Regions from separate parts of the Bombyx mori genome. Here region 1 is linked to region 2. A link is a contact called in public Hi-C data. All regions are on one chromosome and are shown on one strand. Each heading gives the region's core, a stretch centred on a gene start, on an enhancer-like site or on the middle of the called end of the contact. The rest is flanking DNA. Distances are from core to core; before and after follow the strand shown. Region 1 overlaps LOC101738149 (disintegrin and metalloproteinase domain-containing protein 12). Region 2 holds the start of LOC101740115 (charged multivesicular body protein 3).

Region 1 (4,942 bases), core at 2,029-4,528, 180 kb after region 2:
GCGTATTCATTGATATTTGATTATTGTTGATATTTACAATAAGTGAATCTTCTAAGCGGTCGATACGGTGGCGGCGCTGTCATTAAATGTCTCACATGCCACCGGCGTACAATGTGTTAAAACTATGTACATTTTACGGTTAATCTCGCGTTATTTACTCTTATTGTGGTATCGTAAACTTCGAACATGCGGTCGGTCCTTTTAACCAACAATATAACGATGCTTATGTAAGATTTCATGACCTTAAATATCCGTCAGCGCATACTGCTTATTGGGTATACTTGTCAGAAAAACTTTAAAAAAAACAGAACGTCCTCAATGACGTAATAGCAATTTTAACACACGCAAATTAAATCCAACTAGAGGTCCCGCAGTAGTCGAAATTCGACTATAATTAATGGGAACTGTAAGTTTGTACACTATTATGATTGTATTTTATACTTCTATAGTCACAAATTTCTCCAAGACTACACTATAAAAAATATTAACAAAGACAAACAATATTTAATCTATTCTCAATTTGACAACAGATGTCAAGAACAAAATAATTAGTATGCATGCGTGTGTGCGTCATATACATGGTATGTAGTGTGTGTAATGTTTTCTTTATTGATTTAATGTATAGATTACCAAACGTACTCGTTGTATCGTCGCAAATAATACGTGAAGCAAAAACTTTGTATCCCTTTTACGAAAATTGCGCGGACGGAGGAGTATGAAATTTTCCACACTTATAGAGAATATAGAGAAGAAGTGCACAATGCCAATTTTTTTTTTAAATGATGCATAAAAGATACCTTAAATCAATAAAGAAAACATTACACACCCTACCATGTATTTGACGCACACACGCATGCATATTATTTATTTATTGTCAAACTTTTGTTTTTGACGTCTATGGTCAAATTGAGAATAGATTTAATATTGTTTGTCTTTATTAATATTTTTTTATAGTGTAGTCTTGGCGAAATTTGTGATTATAGAAGAAGAATAGTCTTTGAAATTAGAATCATAATAGTGTATAAACTTACAATTTCAATTAATTATAGTCGAATTTCGACTACTGCGGGACTACTGGTCGTCGCAAATTATTATCGACTTGCAATCGTTTTGGGAACACCCTGTATAGCATCGTTTCTATATATTGCAGTACAAAAGGAGCACTGACGACAATCAAGTACGCGAGCCCTTCAACGCGAACACGCTGTCGCGTTACGTGGAGCTTGTCCTCGTCGTCGACAACAAGGAGTTCAAAGCGAACCACGGAAACCTGCGAGCTGTGTACCAACAGATAAAGGACGTGGCGAACATCATTAACTCTGTAAGTGTTTTGTTTAATACTAGCGACCCACACTCGCTTCGCTTCGGAGACTGTAATTTATTATTGATTTCTCCACTATTTAATGGATGTTATTATACATATAAACCTTCCTCTTTAATCACTCTATCTATTAAAAAAAACCGCATCAAAATCCGTTGCGTAGTTTTAAAGATTTAAGCATACATAGGGATATAGGGACAGAGACAGCGACTTTGTTTAATACTATGTAGTGATGACAGTGCAAAGGATTTATATCATCAACTTTGTAGTTCGATTAGCATCGTGCTATAGATGGAGATGGAAGTAGAGAAAAATATAAAAAACTAGCTGTAGGTACCGGTCCGCTTCGCTGGGTATTTAAAATTAACATAATTATTTCTCACCCCCACAAAGATTTTCATCATTAAAGCCCCCGCAACTGGTGTAGGGAGTCCAACACTCATATAAATATTAGCCTATCCATTGAGTACATGTATTTTCTACATGGATACCAATTTTCAAGTCAATCGGATGCATGGTCCAGTAATTATGACGGAACATCGTAAAAACCACTGTAGATTTATATATTAGTATAGATGTAGGAGTAAATTCAAGGCATTCCTGAACCTACTCAGTTTCTCGCCGGATCTTCGAGTGGGTCGCGATTACGATCCGGTGTTAGATTCATTGAAGCACTGCTCTTACAAGGGCTAGTGTTAGCAATTTCTCTTACATTGTGCCCGTGAGCTCACCTACCAGACATAGCGTTGCTGGAATAATCCCTTAAGCTACCAAGGAATAGGTTGGGAAATGCATTCTAACTGTGAAAAATATTGAACACGTTACGAACGCAATCATTAAAGGCGTTGCGAATTGAATTTTGGAAGGTTCTGTGAATATATCGAATACTTAAGACGGTCCTTCCAAAACCTCACAGTATTACAGTGAAAATATTACAGGTCTATGCTCCACTGAACATATTCATAGCTCTAGTCGGAGTAGAGGTTTGGACGGAAAGAGACGAAATACAATTAGAGGAGGACGGCGATGAAACGTTGAAGCATTTCTTGCACTACCGGAGAACGACTCTACTAAGAGAAGTGCCCAATGACAACGCGCATTTGTTAACGTGAGTTCTTGAAGATAAACTTAAGTTCCATTGTAACGTCAATCTTGTGCCTTAAATTGGGACACTGTGTGGTCTCGTCAAATCATTTAACACCAGTCGGGTTTTGTGCTCATTGCTTTTCTCATAGTGAACAGAATAACGTGAATTTATCGAATTTTTTTTCTGGTGTATGTAGATGTTTGATTAATTTGGATCTCCGCTTAACCTGGTCTGAGTAATTGCGTTGACCTCATCATCTCGTACCATCGCAGCACCTTTTTTTTGGGCTGGGTTCCGAACCTCCTACGAGGTCCCCGCGCGCCCCCTAGGCATTTGGGACTTGACGATCTATAGATGTTGGGAGCGGACCGTAGGCCCGAAGACGTTTTAGGGCCCTACCCACTAACCGACCCCCCTTACGCGATACGGACGCGGGCGTCTCCAATCACCAAGTGGGCCCCGGGATGCGGCTTTCCCAGCCCTGTGAAACAGCAGGGCCTGGGATTTCTCGAGCGCCACCTACCAACGCAGCACCCACCATTGGAATCCACCATTCCTTGAACCGCTGTGTTCAGCGAGTCCGTTTCAAAGGATCTTTTTGGAAATTCTTCCGACACTGTCTGTTCCTTGAGCTTTATGATACGTCCTTCGAAATGAGACTCGAATGGAGCAAGTTTTGGAGCGAAGGGAGTGTAAGCTTATGTCAATGATTGCAGTCGGCAGGCGTTCAAAGACGGCGTCGTCGGTAAAGCGCTAAAAGGGCCGATATGTACGTACGAGTTCTCCGGCGGCGTGGCCACGAATCACTCTGAGGTGCTGGGCCTGGTGGCCACGACCATAGCCCACGAGATGGGCCACAACTTCGGCATAGAGCACGACACGGAGGAGCACTGCGAGTGTCCAGACGAGAAGTGTATCATGAGTCCGTCCAGCACTTCGGTAATCCCGGTCCGGTGGTCGTCGTGCAGCCTCAAGTCGCTGGCGCTCTCTTTCGAACGAGGAATGGACTACTGTCTGAGGTTAGCTTAGCTTTCATTTAGTTTTAAGGCTTAATTTATTCATTACGAGGCTTGTAGGGAGTATTTAGCGGTAGGAAGCGGCTTCGCTCTGCCTCTGGCATTGCTGAAGTCCATGGGCGACGGTAACCACTCACCATCAGGTTGGCCGTATGCTCGTCTGCCTAAAAGGGCAAAAAAAAGTAGAATCATTCCTTATATTGTTTATAGGGTTGTCACGCAAAGAAATTCACTATTCAAAATTTCAATATTCGTTTAAGATTGTTGGAAAAGAAAGTATATATATATTTTTTAAAGGAAACACCAACCATTTGTTGAAACGCCTCGCTCATCATTAACTTTCGTGGTTTTATGGTCCTATAGTAAAAATCTACTCGGAAGTTTCAATAACTAATGACCCATGCTTCAATTAAGTCTGATAAATGAGTATTACCTAGATTATTGAATCACAATGGCCACCCATCATCAGATATACTCGTTTGTCTGTAAACGACGTAAACATTCATTTTGCTTTAACAAATTACATATTAGGTGTTTTTTTTTCAAATGTTGCCACACTAATGAATCGTCGGTGTTGCCAGGAACAAGCCTCGTCGTTTATTCCAATCTCCGACGTGCGGCAACGGCTTCATCGAGCCCGGCGAGCAGTGCGACTGCGGGATGACGCCGGACCGGAGCGGCAGGAGCGACTGCCACCGCTGCTGCCACCCCACGACGTGCATGCTGCGTGCCAATGCGACGTGCGGCGCGGGGACCTGCTGCGATCTGCAGGTAAACCGCTGAGGAAACTTGTGTAGCTTCATTGAGTGACTTTATTTCAGGTATAGATTAATGCGCTGCCCTTATAAGCCGCGCCAATAAAGAAACGAATCTAAAATGGCGGCGGTGATTTAACCCATAGACACAGCCCACTGAGTTTCTCGCCGGATCTTCTCAGTGGGTCGCGTTTCCGATCCGGTGGTAGATTCTGCGAAGCGTTGTTCTTGGTAGGGTCAGTGTTAGCAACACTCCGGCTTGAGCCCCGTGAGCTCACCTACACACGTTAGGGTGAAGCTGATATAACGGCCGTCTGGTGTAGTGGTAAGTGACATGGTCACTACACAAGGGGGTCGCGGGTTCGAATCCCGCCAAGGGAAGATATTTGTATGATAAATATAAAATGTCTTTTCCAGGGTTATGTATGTATATTAGATAAAATATATGTATGTGTATAATAAAAATCTTACATTTATTTCCGTTATCTGGTACCTGTAACACAAGTTCTTTACGACCTTACCACGGGACCAGTTAACGTGGCGTGATTGTTAGTAAATATATTTATATATTTAAATATATATGATGATATGATATGATGATGATATAGCCTCTCAAGGCTATCAGCATAGGTAGGGGGAAAAAAAGGCGGGGATCATACGGTTTCACTCTAAACTATTACTGTCTGTAGTCGCACGTCGATGAAGTCGTCGTGGCCTAACGGATAAGACGTTCGGTGCATTCGTGTTGATGTGCACCGGTGTT
Region 2 (5,391 bases), core at 1,274-3,773:
AAACTCGTCGATAACATCAACCCATAGAATTTAATTTTTTTCCGGCGTTTCGATCTTCCGATGCAGTTCCAGATCGATTCCCGATCTGCAGCAGCTGTTCTTGAGTTGTTAGGCCTTCAGAGGCGCTTAGGCAGTTGTTTGCCCACTCACCCTGGTGACGCTGGAAAGGCCTCTAGGCCATCAGCAAATCCTCCACCCAAAAAGAATCCTATTTGTAAAACACAATGCTCATTTTGGTTGCTTGTTTGTCTGCAAGCATTACCATTAGTAAAAATAATGAATTTGTCAATATTTTAAGCAGTTTTCTAATCATGAAATTATTAATGTAACTATTTTCTTTAGTTAATTTAATTTTGTAACATCACTCTAAATTGCCATTAGGCCATTGTAAGCATACCTCTGTTGACTTCTGCAACGATCCAGCAACTCTTAAGGTAGCTGAAAAGTAATTTAACAATTCAAGTGAGAGAACTGCATTTATTTAATTCAAATTTAGATAAAAAAGGTGGTATTATTATTGCTGTAGCAAAATCAGTCTATTAGATTTTGATGAATGATAGATTACTAGACTAGACTAGGTAGATTGACTAAATTGATTTGATAATAGGCAAAAATATAAAAAATAAAACATTAAAATGTAGAGAGAAACAAAATAATCATATGCATAAAAGAGAAATGATTTTTTAAAATTAATTTAACTGGTAATTTATATCCTATTTTCCTACATTAGTAACATGATTTCCCAGAGAAACTTTTTCCATGAAGTGCTTGCTATATCTGCTATTTCAAAAGGCTACAAAATATTCTTTCTAAATTGAGAACATCTTGTGTTTTTTTTGTTGTATAAATATCTGAATGATTTCTTGGTTCACCTGGTATAAAATGTCTACCGGAGCCCATAGATATCATCTTGAAACAGGAGAACAAAGTGCTGTACGACTCTTATAAGCAAAACACATGAGTACTCTGGAGCAGAAATAGGTAAGACAGTTGTACCTACCCATATAAGCTTAATATACCAATAATATTAGTAATCTCAATGTGACATAAAATACCAATTTCATGACTGACTATATATTATTTTACTATATTTTTTTACTGGTGGTAAGACCTCTCGTGAGTCCGCACGGGTAGGTTCCACCGCCCCGCCTATTTCTGCCGTGAAGCAGTAATGCGTTTCGGTTTGAAGGGTGGGGCAGCCGTTGTAACTATACTGAGACCTTAGAACTTATATCTCAAGGTGTGTGGCGCATTTACGCTGTAGATGTCTATGGGCTCCAGTAACCACTTAACACCAGGTGGGCTGTGAGCTCGTCCACACATCTAAGCAATAAAAAAAAAAAAAAAAATTGTCAAACTAACCCAATTGATTCTTCATTTGTAATTGTACTGAGTTGAGATGTGCTTTACTTGTGTATATTTTATTGATTGCTTTCCTGGATCTGATGATTTCTTTTGCTAGTATAGTGCATACTTGTTTATCGTTTTTAGTAGCTGCTTCTTTCAGTGATCGTTTAATTTTTTCTTCTTCTCTTTGGATAGCTGAAATTTTGATGAGCCAGTTTAATTATGACTGTTAAGCTTTGTGTGATTTTTACTAAAAGATTTTCACTTTATTCTAGACTGAAAAACATGTTAAATAAATAAGAATGTAATTTCTTATGTCAAAAAACTAAAATGTGGTTTGAATACAAATTTTAATATAGTGCTGTTTTACTGCAGGCAGTAACTCGGTCGCGCCCATATTATCGCTAACCCTTTACCGTCAGGTTGACCGCATACTCGTCGACCATCAATGGCAATATGGTGTACAACTTTCAGTCGTCCAGGATCGTATCCTTAAGTTTATTGTTATATCATTCATAAAATTTACCTCTAACTTGTCTGTCCAAATTGTATCCTTCTTTGCGAAGTTTATGCGACCATTCATTTACCTGGAATATAGAATCATAGAAAAATTTTCATGTTTCACAGTTCTGGGGTCTTCTGATTTATCTTTTTTAATTGACTTTACCATTTCTTTAGGGTTGCGCTCTGGGGATTTACCGAAAAGGCCCATTTTTGCTATATCTGTTTATTTAAAGCTTAAATTTTCACACGATTTCCGATTTGTTTTGACTAATTTTGACAGTTTTGGTCATTGACAGAAAAATGACATCATCGACATCTTTGAAGAAAATAAAACGCAATGTTACAATTTAAAAGTAGTGAACTTTAAATATTTATTATCTATTTATTTATACTGTAATCAATCAAATTTATCAAATTATTCATCAAATTAAAGGTTTTGAATTTAAGGATTACACTTCAGAATCTCTTGAAGGGATTCTTATTGTTTGTTCTACAGCAAATTTTCAATCATTTTAATGTAGTAAATTCATCAATTGCAATCATCATTCTTCATAATCACAATTTTCCCGAGTTTCATTACATCGATTTCATTTAATTCTGTAATATTCCATTCTATTTCGGTTTAGTTTTCATTCAAATAATGATGTTGGCATAAAATTACAAAAGCCTGAATTGTATGGCCTTTCAAGGAAACGATCTGAAGTATGCGACTAAGAAGAAGAAGTATGGTCCATGTTCCTTTAGTCTAACTGAGTCGACAAAATAAACAACAATAAAAACAAACAAAATTTTGTAAATTTCGCGGCATGTTTTTGCTTTAGTTAATTCCATAAAAAATTAACACATCGTGGGCTTATTTCCTACCAATCGTATCATATTCAGGAGAAAGTGTGAAACTTTCACCGGACAAGAAAAAGGTTAGTGTATTTATGTAACAAATAATATTTTAATGGATGTAACCTCTTAGTTTCGGTTAGGTTTAATTATTAATTATATACTAAAAACGCTGAGATCTTTGGGTACATAGTCAAATAGTATTTTTCGTTTATTTATATATTTATTTACTAGCTGACCCGGCAGACGTCGTATTGCCTCAATCGATAAATAAAAGACCTAAACTTTTGTATGAAATAAACTGAAAACAAACAAAAGGATTCCGTCCGACGGGGGACACATCAAAAGAAAAAGAAAATTTTTATTTTTATTTAATTTCGAGCATTTTCATGTTTATCTATTTTTTAAACCATCCCTGGACTTCCACAAATAATTCAAGTCCAAAATTAGCCAAATCGGTAAAGCCGTTCTCGAGTTTTAGCGAGACTAACGAACAGCAAATCATTTTTATATATATATAGATTAGGTTGTTTCTAGAATAGCCTGGTACATTAATAAATCCAAAAGACAAGATCCAAGAGTGGCGTACGGTTGAAGAGTATATAAAAGCCAACTATATAGTTATCTAAATTATTTTGAACTAATTTGAACGTTCTTAATTCGGTTTTATTATAAAATCAGCAATTTATGGTAGAAAACAACTTTTCAAACTGTGTTCGAACGTCTTTAATCCGATTTTTTAAACTTGCACTGTAGTGGGTTTTTGGTAAGGTTTCTAGCAACATTGTATACAAAATAATAAGTAAGTAATAAGTTTAAGTAAATTGTGCAATAGGCTTCATTAACAAAAATGACATTATTTCAAAGTTCTGTCTCTCAGAATCAATACAGTAAGTATCTCTGACAAATACATATTTCTGTAAAATGTACCTAAGTTTTGTATGTGTAAAATACATACAAAAGATCGTATAGTAATATAAGGCTATCATAAGATTAGTATTTAAACAAAGTAGTAGTGTAGTTTAAGTCATGAAACCACTCATTGGAAAAGTATAATTTATTTGTTTTAATCTTGTTTTTTAACAAGCTTTTATTAGCTTGACCTGTATTTATCATTATAATGGAATCTTTTAATGTAATATCAAGAATCAATGATGTAATGTTTTATTTATTACTTTGGCTTTATATTTGTTGACCGGGACCACTAAAATGTACCGTAAAACTATTAAAAAAAACTTTTTTTACCAATGTTCATAACAATAAAAATGATTTCTGTTTTTTACTATTGGTTTCTAAGAAAAGCAACACAGGCAAACTAATAGATATAGGAAATAGATATAGGAAACAGATTTAGTGGTAGGAAATCAAATTACAGATGGACATCTTGGTTTTGACTACTTTTATCTTTCTGCCACAAAGCTGTTGCTTTGCAGTAGGCAGCGGCCTGGCTCTGCCCCTGGCATTGCTGAAGTCCATGGGCGACGGTAACCACTCACCATCAGGTCGGTCGTATGCTCGTCTACAAACAAGGGCAATAAAAAAAAAATTTAGGGCTTGGAGAGGCACTATAAAAAAACATATTCAGGCATGTTGTGTGGCAGTATTCATGATGTCACATTGAAAATTATTTAACATAATGTGAGGATAGATTAAAATCTAAAGCAATCAAAAATTGTACAGATTCATAAATGTACTTGGTATTTATTGGTATGTATTGTTTTTTTGAAACCCTAACTTTTGTTAAGAATCTAAGATATAGATTGGACATACAAATTTCTGTCTCATTTTACAACTTAAATTTAATGTTCTTTTGAGAAGAATTATGAGTGCACTTCATATTACAATCTTAAACAAAAATATTGTAAGCATTCTCAATACTACATTACTCGTAAACGTTTATTGGTTTATCTAATAGGCTAATGAATTTCAGTATAAAAATACAGGTTAATTAGAATCATTCGTTATCTTCTGGGTCAACTTTAACGTTTGCTAAATAACAATATTATAATGTGTAAATTGTTATTACACAACAATGTATGACGCATGAAATATTATCTATCTGGGTTCCAATATAATGATTTAATTGAATGCATTTTACAAAATCAAATTAAGAGTTGCATTGAGCAAAGTTTTTATAGTAAATGTCAAAGCAATCCTTGGCACATAATAAAAACAGACCAATGAAATGTGATAATAATTTGATTAAGGTCACAATTAAGATTACTGTGTTTATTGTCATTAGGTTATTTAAGACGTTTTCAATACTTTAAAGGATTTGTGGTCACAGATGATTAAGATGTTATTCGTTGACATTTTAATATCGTGCTAAATATTGCATATTTTGCTATAAAAATTGCTATAAAAATTATGACTGTACTTCAATGATTATGTGTACTTGCATATTGACCTCCATAGGGTTATCTGGCTGGACTAGCTAATGCATCATTTATATGTAATATACCGTTCAACAGACCAATCTAATGTTTTAACCTTATCCTTAAACTTTTACTGGTGGTAGGATCTCTTGTGAGTCCGCGCAGGTAGGTACCACCACCCTGCCTATTTTTGCCGTGAAGCAGTAATGCGTTTCGGTTTGAAGGGTGGGGCAGCCGTTGTAACTATACTTGAGACCTTAGAACTTATATCTCAAGGTGGGTGGCGCATTTAAGTTGTAGATGTCTATGGGCTCCAGTAACCACTTAACAC

Evidence for each region. Hi-C and Micro-C count contacts between places; a contact is called where the count stands out from the background.
Region 1: a contact with region 2 is called in a Hi-C map of posterior silk gland, with 2.8 times the contacts expected there. The contact joins the enhancer-like site here to the promoter of LOC101740115 in region 2. A contact is called at or near these places in 2 of 7 Hi-C or Micro-C datasets (posterior silk gland and whole pupa).

The regions. Positions count from the first base shown.
Region 1 is chr26:3,736,868-3,741,809 of ASM3026992v2, forward strand. LOC101738149 (disintegrin and metalloproteinase domain-containing protein 12) reads left to right here. Exons shown (of 17, transcript XM_038020719.2): 6 at 1,151-1,321; 7 at 2,260-2,429; 8 at 3,125-3,427; 9 at 4,006-4,195. LOC134201472 reads right to left here and starts at 95. Exons shown (of 2, transcript XM_062676291.1): 1 at 1-95. Within about 2 kb of position 3,279, at least 3 of the 8 cell types and tissues checked have open chromatin away from gene starts, as enhancers often do.
Region 2 is chr26:3,556,385-3,561,775 of ASM3026992v2, forward strand. It overlaps LOC101740115 (charged multivesicular body protein 3), which reads right to left and starts at 2,524. Exons shown (of 7, transcript XM_004932994.5): 1 at 2,015-2,524; 2 at 1,874-1,934; 3 at 1,363-1,542; 4 at 398-438. The coding sequence starts at 2,059. LOC101740254 (glycerol-3-phosphate acyltransferase 1, mitochondrial) reads left to right here and starts at 2,634. Exons shown (of 16, transcript XM_004932995.5): 1 at 2,634-2,768.